Linked DNA regions of Mus musculus: region 2 is linked to region 1. Evidence: chromatin contacts called from public promoter capture Hi-C data. All regions are on one chromosome and are shown on one strand. Each heading gives the region's core, a stretch centred on a gene start, on an enhancer-like site or on the middle of the called end of the contact. The rest is flanking DNA. Distances are from core to core; before and after follow the strand shown.

Region 1 (4,263 bases), core at 1,287-3,786:
CGAAAGACTAGTGGGCTAGAGGGTGCTGGTGGGTAGTAGGGCATCTGCCTGCCCCCTCTGTCCAGCTGCTGGCTCGTGCTGGTCTGCTGTCACCTCATTCTGAAGGTACTGACCTGGCCCTGCTCAGAGTGAAGGTTGTAAGCATAGTGTCAGAGGGATTTGTACACGGGTTTCACACATCGCTTGTGTACTGAGCGCTTACCTATGGCTAGATGATGTTCAGTGCCTTGTGATGAGCCAACTACTCCTCAGAATAACCCATGATGGCCGCTGTTGTTAGTTCCCATGTGTAGCTGGGAAAGCCTCACCACGTAGCCCAGACTGGCCGCAGATTCACAGGGCTTCTCTTGCCTCCGCCTCCCAAGTGCTGGAGTTACAGGTGAACTTGGCTAGCCCCATCCCAGTCTTCTAGCACAGGCTGTATGAGCAAGGGAGCCATCAGACTGTGGAATAAGGGCTTTTCTGGGAGGCAGTGGTGACTGGGGGGGTCTTGCGGGAGTTACGTGGACTCTTTGCACGCCAGTTTTGATGGGAAGAGGCCCAGCAGTGCAGTTTGAAAGCTCTGTACCCAGGGCCCCGGCCACAGCAGCTGTGCTCACTCTGGGAGACCTGCAGCAGAGCTGATTGGAGCTACATCCTAGCGGGGAGGTGCTGCTTCTCCCAGCTGGCCATACACACGCTCAGCTGCCAGCCCCTGGAGTGGAAGTACATTCTCTCTGCAAGGGCGGCTGTGGGTGTTACTGGTGCTCTGGGACCAGAGGGACAGAGGGCAGATAGTGTGCCCACCTTCATACAGGACACTTGTGTTGCCATTGAACTCTTTCAGCCTACAGTGCTCGCTCCCCCCCCACCCCCCGCAATCCCCTCCCCGCCCCAAGCCTCCACTGAGCCTATCTCTAACACAGCTCAGGAAGGTCTGGTAACTTACCTGACTCACTCGCCTTCAGATGAACCCCTCCTTCAGTGGCTCCTGTGTTCCTCATGGGTCCCACAAATAGAAACAGCTGCCTAGATGAGAGCTATACCCAGGGTCTCTACTGGGTCTGGTTAGTTCTATGAGTGACACAGCCACATAGGCCCCTGTATGCAGGGAATCCTTCATTCCCTCAGCCACGTTTACTCTGCACAAATAGCCCAATAGCAGGATCTCTACAATGGTATTCACACTTGCTCTGTGGCCTTTTGTAAGCCCCACTCCCTGGGTCAGTAAGGGATCTCCCCCCACCTTGCCAGTGGATAGAACATGGAGGGCTTGCTGTTGGGTCTGAGACTGGAAAACACATAGTAGGTATGAGGGCTGCCAGTGTCCCCTTGTCACACTCACCTGAGGGCTGGAGATCAAGGGGTCTGGGTTCAGATCCTGCTTCGTCGCATCCCTGTAGTTGCCCAAGTATCCTCTCGGAGCTGACTCTCCCTCACCTGTGAACTCGGAGGGCAGCAGAATGGGCAGCTCACTGGAACCCAGGCATGTCTGCTTGCTGGAGGTCTGCTGCCAGGGAGGGAACAAGGAGGGACTTAGGAAAGCTCTAGAGCCCGTGCCAACAGCCCAGGAAGCAGAGGCCAGAAATAGAAGAGCCCGGAGACAGGGGCTCCAGATGGCCAGGCTGCCCTCTGCCAACCCCAGAGGCCAACCCAAGCCCATGTACAGTCCTCTCTCCAGGGGCTGGTCACAGCATAAATTACTCCTTGGCAGGGCAGACTAATTTTACCTTCGTGGTTTTCATGATTCATTTCCCATTCGGGGACCTGTGAGAGAAATGGAAAGGACTCTGCTAGTTGGGTGCTAGCATGCTGTGTCCGTGTGGGGTTCCCCTGGGCTGTCATGATTTGGTATAAATGGTGCAGTGGATCCCAGGGCTGGAATCCATCAGGGTTTTGTTTGTTTGTTTGTTTGTTTGTTTGTTTACCATAGCTTATGTTGGCTTCTGTGGTAGAGTAAGGAGGTTGATGGGAAGGTGTTTGTCACTTGCTGGTCCAGTGCTGTGAGTTTTTGGATGCGCCCCCCCCACCCCATCCCACCCCTACATTGTAGTCACAGAAAGCCAGAGCAAGCAGGTAATGAAGGAAATGAAGCCCAGTCGCCTCATTGTTCAGACAGGGAGAGTGGGGCTCAGCGCCTAAGTGGAAGAGGTCCCAGGCTCACAGCAGCACAGCCCGACTTGTCTCATTTTATAAAGGGACAATGGGAGGCTTCTCTAGTTCTGATCACAGCAGGGCGTGTCCCTCTGCCACTTGCCTTCCCCGATTCTACTTGAGCTGCTCCTTGCAGGGACCTGGCTGCCTGTGCTCTCATTTCCGGCCTCCTGTACCTCTGGGAGCACAAGATGTCATCCACTTGAGCTCCGAGTCTGCGGGGCTCAGGGTAGGGAGCAGTCCAGAGGAAGTCGAGCTGGCAGCTGGATGCATCCCAGGTCCTCAGTCTGCCATACAGGTCACCAGCTCGGAGGCCACCACAGGAAACTCAGAGGCTGGCTGCCTGGCTGCCTGCCTTCAGAGCTGGGGAGGCTGGCTCATCTGAGCAGGGCTCCCACTTGCGTCCAGCACACCGCCACTGTGTGGAGCCACCTGCGCAATGTGACCAGCCTGTCTGACTGTAGAGAGCAGACACCCCAGGCTTTCCTGAGGGTTCTTCTGTTTCTTTAAAACCGGCAGAAAGAAAAGTTGAGATAGCAACAGCTGCCAGTGTGCCACCTACATATACTTCCTTCCTTCCTGTTGCCTCAGGGTGGAGCAGGTTCGACAGTGATTTTCTTGTGGGATCCTCTCAGGAAGACCTGTCCTGGACAGAATCCCTTCCTCTCTTAGTTGCAGTTCATCACCTGTCCTACAGGGGTGCCACCTGAGAATAGTAGCAGGAGGGTAGGCTTTGTGCTGGTAAGATTGCATATGGCTGCTGTGCAGCTTTGGTCAAGCCACTTAACCTCTCTGAACTTCCATCTGAAAAGCGAAGGAAAACTGTTTGCAAGGTCGTGGACTTTATGGAATCACCACCTGCCAGAAACTCAGCCGTCACGCAAAAATGGAATGCATGTGGCTGAGCTCGAGGTCCAAGAGGATCCTGAGAGCTTCAGGCAGCATTGGCTCCAGGGGCTCGTACAGTGTCTTCAGGACACCGTCCAGCCTTCTCTGCTTTCTTCTGTACTGGCTCTCCTCACAGGCAGCCACTGGGGTGGGGTTGTGGGTGGGGGTGAGGCACAAGCCTGGCAGCAGGCACAGCTGTTCTGCATCCTTTTCTCTTCGCAGTGGTCTCCTGGGACACTCCACCCCTTCATCCATTGGCTGGGTCTCCTACCTGTCCACCCTGAGGCAATAGGAAGGAAGGTGCACTAATCACTGAGGACTGCTGATCCAGGCTCTGACTGGTTGGTCTTCACAATCACACACCTAAGTGTCCCCAAGACACCAGACAGTCGGTGCCAGAAAAAATAAGGGTCAGTAAGGCATTCCCATAGGCATAGCTGCTGACCCATGAGGACAGGAACCCTGTTCTCTGGATTCCCAGCAGGTAGGACAGTGCTGGCATGCAGAACTGCAGGAGGACAGGCCACAAGGGAGGGAATGGGTGCCCTCCACTGGGTTTAGAAGACACCCCACTCTGCCAGGGCATTGTCACATTAGAGCGTCCCCCCTCCCACCTCCTTCCTGGAGGCCCGTGAGGAAGGTCACCTTCCTGGCAGTGTCACTGCTCTGCAGAGCCTCTTCCTTCTGAGCTTGTCAGCTCCACCAGTGCAGTCCCACAACCGCAGTCTGTCCCACAGGTGTGACAAGCAGACATTACGAGTGGTAGTGCCCGTGTCACCATACATACGCAGGTTTATTAGCCGACATCATCCCCCTTGGTCTCCTTCATCTGTAAGCTTCAGTAGCTCCCCACGCTGCTTGTCCTTTTGAAGCAGAGCTCCTGCCCTGTCACCCATAGGAAGGGAACAGTGAGGAGTGAGATCATGTGTAGAGTAGGTGCTTGCGAAAGGGCAGGGCCAAGCCAGGATCTCTGCCAACTCATGGATCTGTACGTGAGCCCTTCCACCTTCATGGAAAAACTGCTTACTCTGGTGTTTATACATGACTACCACACACACACACACACACACACACACACACACACAAGAGTCATAGAAGAATCCCAGGACCATAGTGTCTGTACTAGAGTACAAAGGATCAGAACAACTTTATTGCCAGCAGCTCCGCGCACAGTAGGCTCCCCCTGCATGGCAGATAACTGCATTGGCAGGACAGGTAGATCACCCTGCCCTCAAATCACAG
Region 2 (4,263 bases), core at 642-3,141, 790 kb before region 1:
TGAAAAAGACACACAAATACAAAGGAAACAGATAAGAAACAAGACAAAATCTCCCAGTGCAGACAGCTACAGCTGACCTGCTTTTAAGAAGTAAAACCTTGGGTTGGAGTTATGATTCAGTGGTTTAGAGAACTTGCTGCTCTTTTCGAGGACCAGAGTTTGATTCCTAGCACCATCAGACAGTTTACAACTCCCTGTAGTTCCAGGAGACCCAATGCCATCTTCTGGCATGCACTTTCATGCAATTCTCTCACACAGAGAGACCAATACGTGATAGAATAACAATAATAATAATAATAATAATAATAAACCTTAAGTTTTCTTTTTAAAATGATACAAGCCACTGTCCTGTGGAATTCCAGGAATTTGGCTGTGGTACCATTGGCCAACATTGACGTCACCCATCCAGTTCTCAAATGGGTGTATATAGTGAGTTTAGTAGTGTGTGTGTGTGTGTGTGTGTGTGTGTGTGTGTGTTTGAGGGATAGAGACACATTCTGTTAGATGTGGGAAGAGGAATTTGGACAGAACCTTCTGTCCCTAGATTTTTCTCATTCCAATCTCTCTAGGTCTAAGACAAAGAGATAGTAACCCCCCAATACTGGAATCTTTGTTGGTGAGGAAAGTCTTCCTAGGTCTCCAGACAGTAATCTCTGTGGGTATTTAAGCTGTAAGTAACAATATCCACGAGGTGGCGCTAAAGTACAATCGGGACCAAAATGCATTCGCATCTCGTGGACAGATGAAGAACTACAGCCAGCAATGGCAAGCTGGGTTGCCTCATTAGCCTTTCAGTAACTGTCACTCAGCTTTTTGCTGCCTTGTGACAGATGCCACTATGCATGCCGCTCCAGTTACTTCCAAAATTTTATAACTGCGTCTTGGATTTTTGTTTGTTTGTTTGTTTTGTTTTGTTTTTCGAGACAGGGTTTTTATGTGTCGCCCTGGCTGTCCTGGAACTCATTCTGTAGACCAGGCTGGCATCGAACTCAGAAATCCGCCTACCTCTGCCTCCCAAGTGCTGGGATAAAAGGCGTGCGCCACCATTGCCCGGCTGGATTTTTTTCCCAGAAAAATATTATACTTACACCTGGACACAAGCATCTGCTCACACATTTTCTCTCTTCTGATTTTGCACAAGCACATTTTAACTAAAAGTGATCGTGCTTGTCCCTTCTTAAGGGACTGTGGCTTCTCATTAGCCTGTCTTGGAGATATTACCTTGCTGACTGGTATGACGACTCCTTCTCCGTTGTTCCATAATCCTACAGTTTACTTTCTTGCTAGTATTAGAAATAGTGCGGTGAATGTTTCTTTCTTTCTTTTCTTTCTTCTTCTTTTTTTTTTTTTTTTTTTTTTGGTTTTTCGAGACAGGGTTTCTCTGTATAGCCAGGAGATGTCCTGGAACTCACTTTGTAGACCAGGCTGGCCTCGAACTCAGAAATCCACCTGCCTCTGCCTCCCGAGTGCTGGGATTAAAGGCGTGCGCCACCTCGCCCGGCTGGTGAATGTTTCAATAAGTGGTGAGACTTTCTGCAGGGTAAACTACAAAGAAGGTTGGTTGGAATTGCAGGGCTAGGGAGTTTTTTTTTTTTTTTTACACCTTGATGGATACTGCCAAATTGCCCTGGGGGCCTAACTATGCTTTGCAGAGTTGTAGATTGTCTCTTTATGGCTAAGCTAGCCTGGAACTAGTGAGTGATCCTTCTGCTGTGCTGAGATTATGGATATAAGCCACCACGCCTGACCCAAATGCTTGCCTTTTCCACAGTTTTATCCCAGAGCTTGGTGCGCCTGGCTGTCACTCTGCCTTTGCCCCGAACGGGAATGCTCACGTGCGCTGACTCCTCCTGTCCAGCAGGGGGCGCGGCGCTACCGCTTCGCATGCGCAGTGCGCGCCGTGTCAGCCGTGGGGAACTGGAGGCCGGCGCAGGCTTCCCCGCTGGCTCCAGGGTACCTGGTGCTGGCGGCGGGCTCCCGTCACCGCGCGATCCGACACAGCCGTGGCTCGCGGCCCGCGGCAAGAGCCGGTGACGGAGCGCGGGGCCGAGCGGGAAGCGGCCGGTTCCGAGGTGAGCGCGGCGCGCGGGCGGCCGGGTGGGCCTCGGGGCTGGGCCTCTGGGAGCCCCGGGGCTGCAGGAGCGCCGCAGCGCTGCACCGCGGCCCCTGCTGTACCTGTGCCCCGGTCCCCAGGCCTGACCTCCTGTCCAGAACCTCTGCTTCCTGTTGTAATCGGGCGTTGTGGGACCCGAGTCCTCCCAGGAAGGCCTTACACCTTGGCTGTCCAGGACCGGTGTCGTCCAGTGCATGTTCTGGGTGGGACGCGGTGGAGAGGGTGGCTCAGGAAGGAACCACTGGCTCCGAGCGTTGGGAGATGCGCTCCGGATGCTGGGAACAGTGTCCAGTTTTGAGAGTCAAATAATGGTTTGGTGTCACTTATCAGGTGCCAATCTGGAAGCGCCCTATCACTTAGGGAGTGTGGATGTTGTCTTGAGTCTAGGGCAGGTCCATTTCAATTTTTAAAAGTCAGCCATTAGTTCTAAGTAGTGTAATTGAACTTTGTGTGTACTCTGGAACTCAAGGCGATTCACGGGAATAATAAACACGGTTGAGTTTTTATTACAGTCACTTTCCCTGACTTAAACCTCCTAGTTGCTCTATAGAGCCTGTGTAGTCATCTGAGGATCCAGGCTGCTGGGCGCTGAAGCCCAGCCTTGGAGTTCTGTTGTGGAACCCTGGAAGTTCTTAGCCTTGCTCTTGACCTTTCTCCACCACAGGGAGGTTCAGAAGTTTGTCACACAGTGCTGTCAGGAGGATGAAGTAGCACATACTAAATGCACATGTGTAGGGTAAGTGTTCACTTGGGTACTTAACGTATTCACCGTGATGTAACTGCCACGGTCAGTCAAACAGTGTCTTTATATTGGAAACCCTTTTTGGAGGTAATGAGCCACACTGGAACTCTAATTCTAATCCTGTCATGGCTGTGCACCGTAAGTTTGTGTCTGTTTGCCTTCTTTGCTTTCAGAAGCATTCCTGTGTAGCGGTGGCAGGCTGTTCAGCGGGCAGGACAGCTCTAAAAAGGCTAAGACAACAGGAAATTGTGACTTGGAATGCTGGGCTGAGTGGATTGGCTATAGCCCGGAGCTTGGAAGAAAGGTGTTTCAGGCCAGTGTTAGGAAGGAGCAATTCCAGGAACGGGGCGAGTGGCTCACCCTGCCTGTAGATGGGTGTTAGAGTCATTTCCAGTGACTCAGTTCTCTGAATCTGGATGAATCGTTCCAGAATTTCTTTTTTTTTAATTGAGGGGGAGGGTGTTTGATAGGTTTGAAGGATGATCATTTGAAGGGTCAGAGATGAAATTCTTGTTTTGATCCAGGCCATGGTATGAAACTGGGCAGTCAGGAGAACTAGGATTCAGTCTGCAGGATTCAGCACAGGTTTATCAGGGGTGGGGTGCTTCGAGGACATAGCTCAGCTACGATAAAGGTAACCGCTGAACCACCTTTCCAGCCCCTTTCCAATGATAATGATAATGATAATAATAGAAAGAGAAGCAAGTGTTCTTAACTGCTGAACCATCTCCCTAGCCCCTCTCCAATAATCATAATCATAACAACAACAGTAATAACAATAGAGCAGCATTTGCTCTTAGCTGCTGAGCCATCTCTTCAGCCCCTCTCCAACAACACCAACAACTATATTCCTGGGTTTAGCCATGCCCAGCCAGTACTCTGACACTGAACTGTCGTCCTGTTGCCACTCACCCCCGGTCTGTTTTATTATGAGTGTGTGTTCTGGCCCAAGTGCTTGCCACCACCCTCTCAGCTTTATTCCCCAGGATATGATGGAGACATTTGGTGCAGACCTTGGGTACGGACGGAGCTGGTCTGTAAAGGCTTCCTTAAGCCAGGAGGAGCGCACATGCCTGGGGTGGCTTTGGGCTGCTGTGCCTCAGCTCCCTAGCAGTCAGGAGGAGTGCACATGCCTGGGGTGGCTTTGGGCTGCTGTGCCTCAGCTCCCTAGCAGTCAGGAGGAGTGCACATGCCTGGGGTGGCTTTGGGCTGCTGTGCCTCAGCTCCCTAGCAGTCAGGAGGAGTGCACATGCCTGGGGTGGCTTTGGGCTGCTGTGCCTCAGCTCTCAGCAGTCAGGGTGGTTCTGATGTGCACTCTGATGACTCTCCAGGGGCTCTTAGCATAACCAAGTGGTTTCCCAGTTCCATCCACACCGTTCCGCTTTCCGGTTCCTCTCTCTGTTTTCCG

The links. Promoter capture Hi-C pulls out the DNA fragments that hold promoters and counts their contacts.
Region 2: a contact with region 1 is called in a promoter capture Hi-C map of pre-B cells, with 3 times the contacts expected there. The contact joins the promoter of Ext2 here to the promoter of 4631405J19Rik in region 1. A contact is called at or near these places in 1 of 39 promoter capture datasets (pre-B cells) and 1 of 115 datasets of contacts at active chromatin or transcription factors (astrocytes).

What each region holds. Positions count from the first base shown.
Region 1 is chr2:93,027,621-93,031,883 of GRCm38.p6, reverse strand. It overlaps 4631405J19Rik (RIKEN cDNA 4631405J19 gene), which reads right to left and starts at 2,536. Exons shown (of 6, transcript NR_110333.1): 1 at 2,237-2,536; 2 at 1,710-1,746; 3 at 1,325-1,486; 4 at 929-1,008; 5 at 203-418. The region is part of intron 1 of Prdm11 (PR domain containing 11); the gene reads left to right.
Region 2 is chr2:93,820,196-93,824,458 of GRCm38.p6, reverse strand. Ext2 (exostosin glycosyltransferase 2) reads left to right here and starts at 1,891. Exons shown (of 14, transcript NM_010163.3): 1 at 1,891-2,072.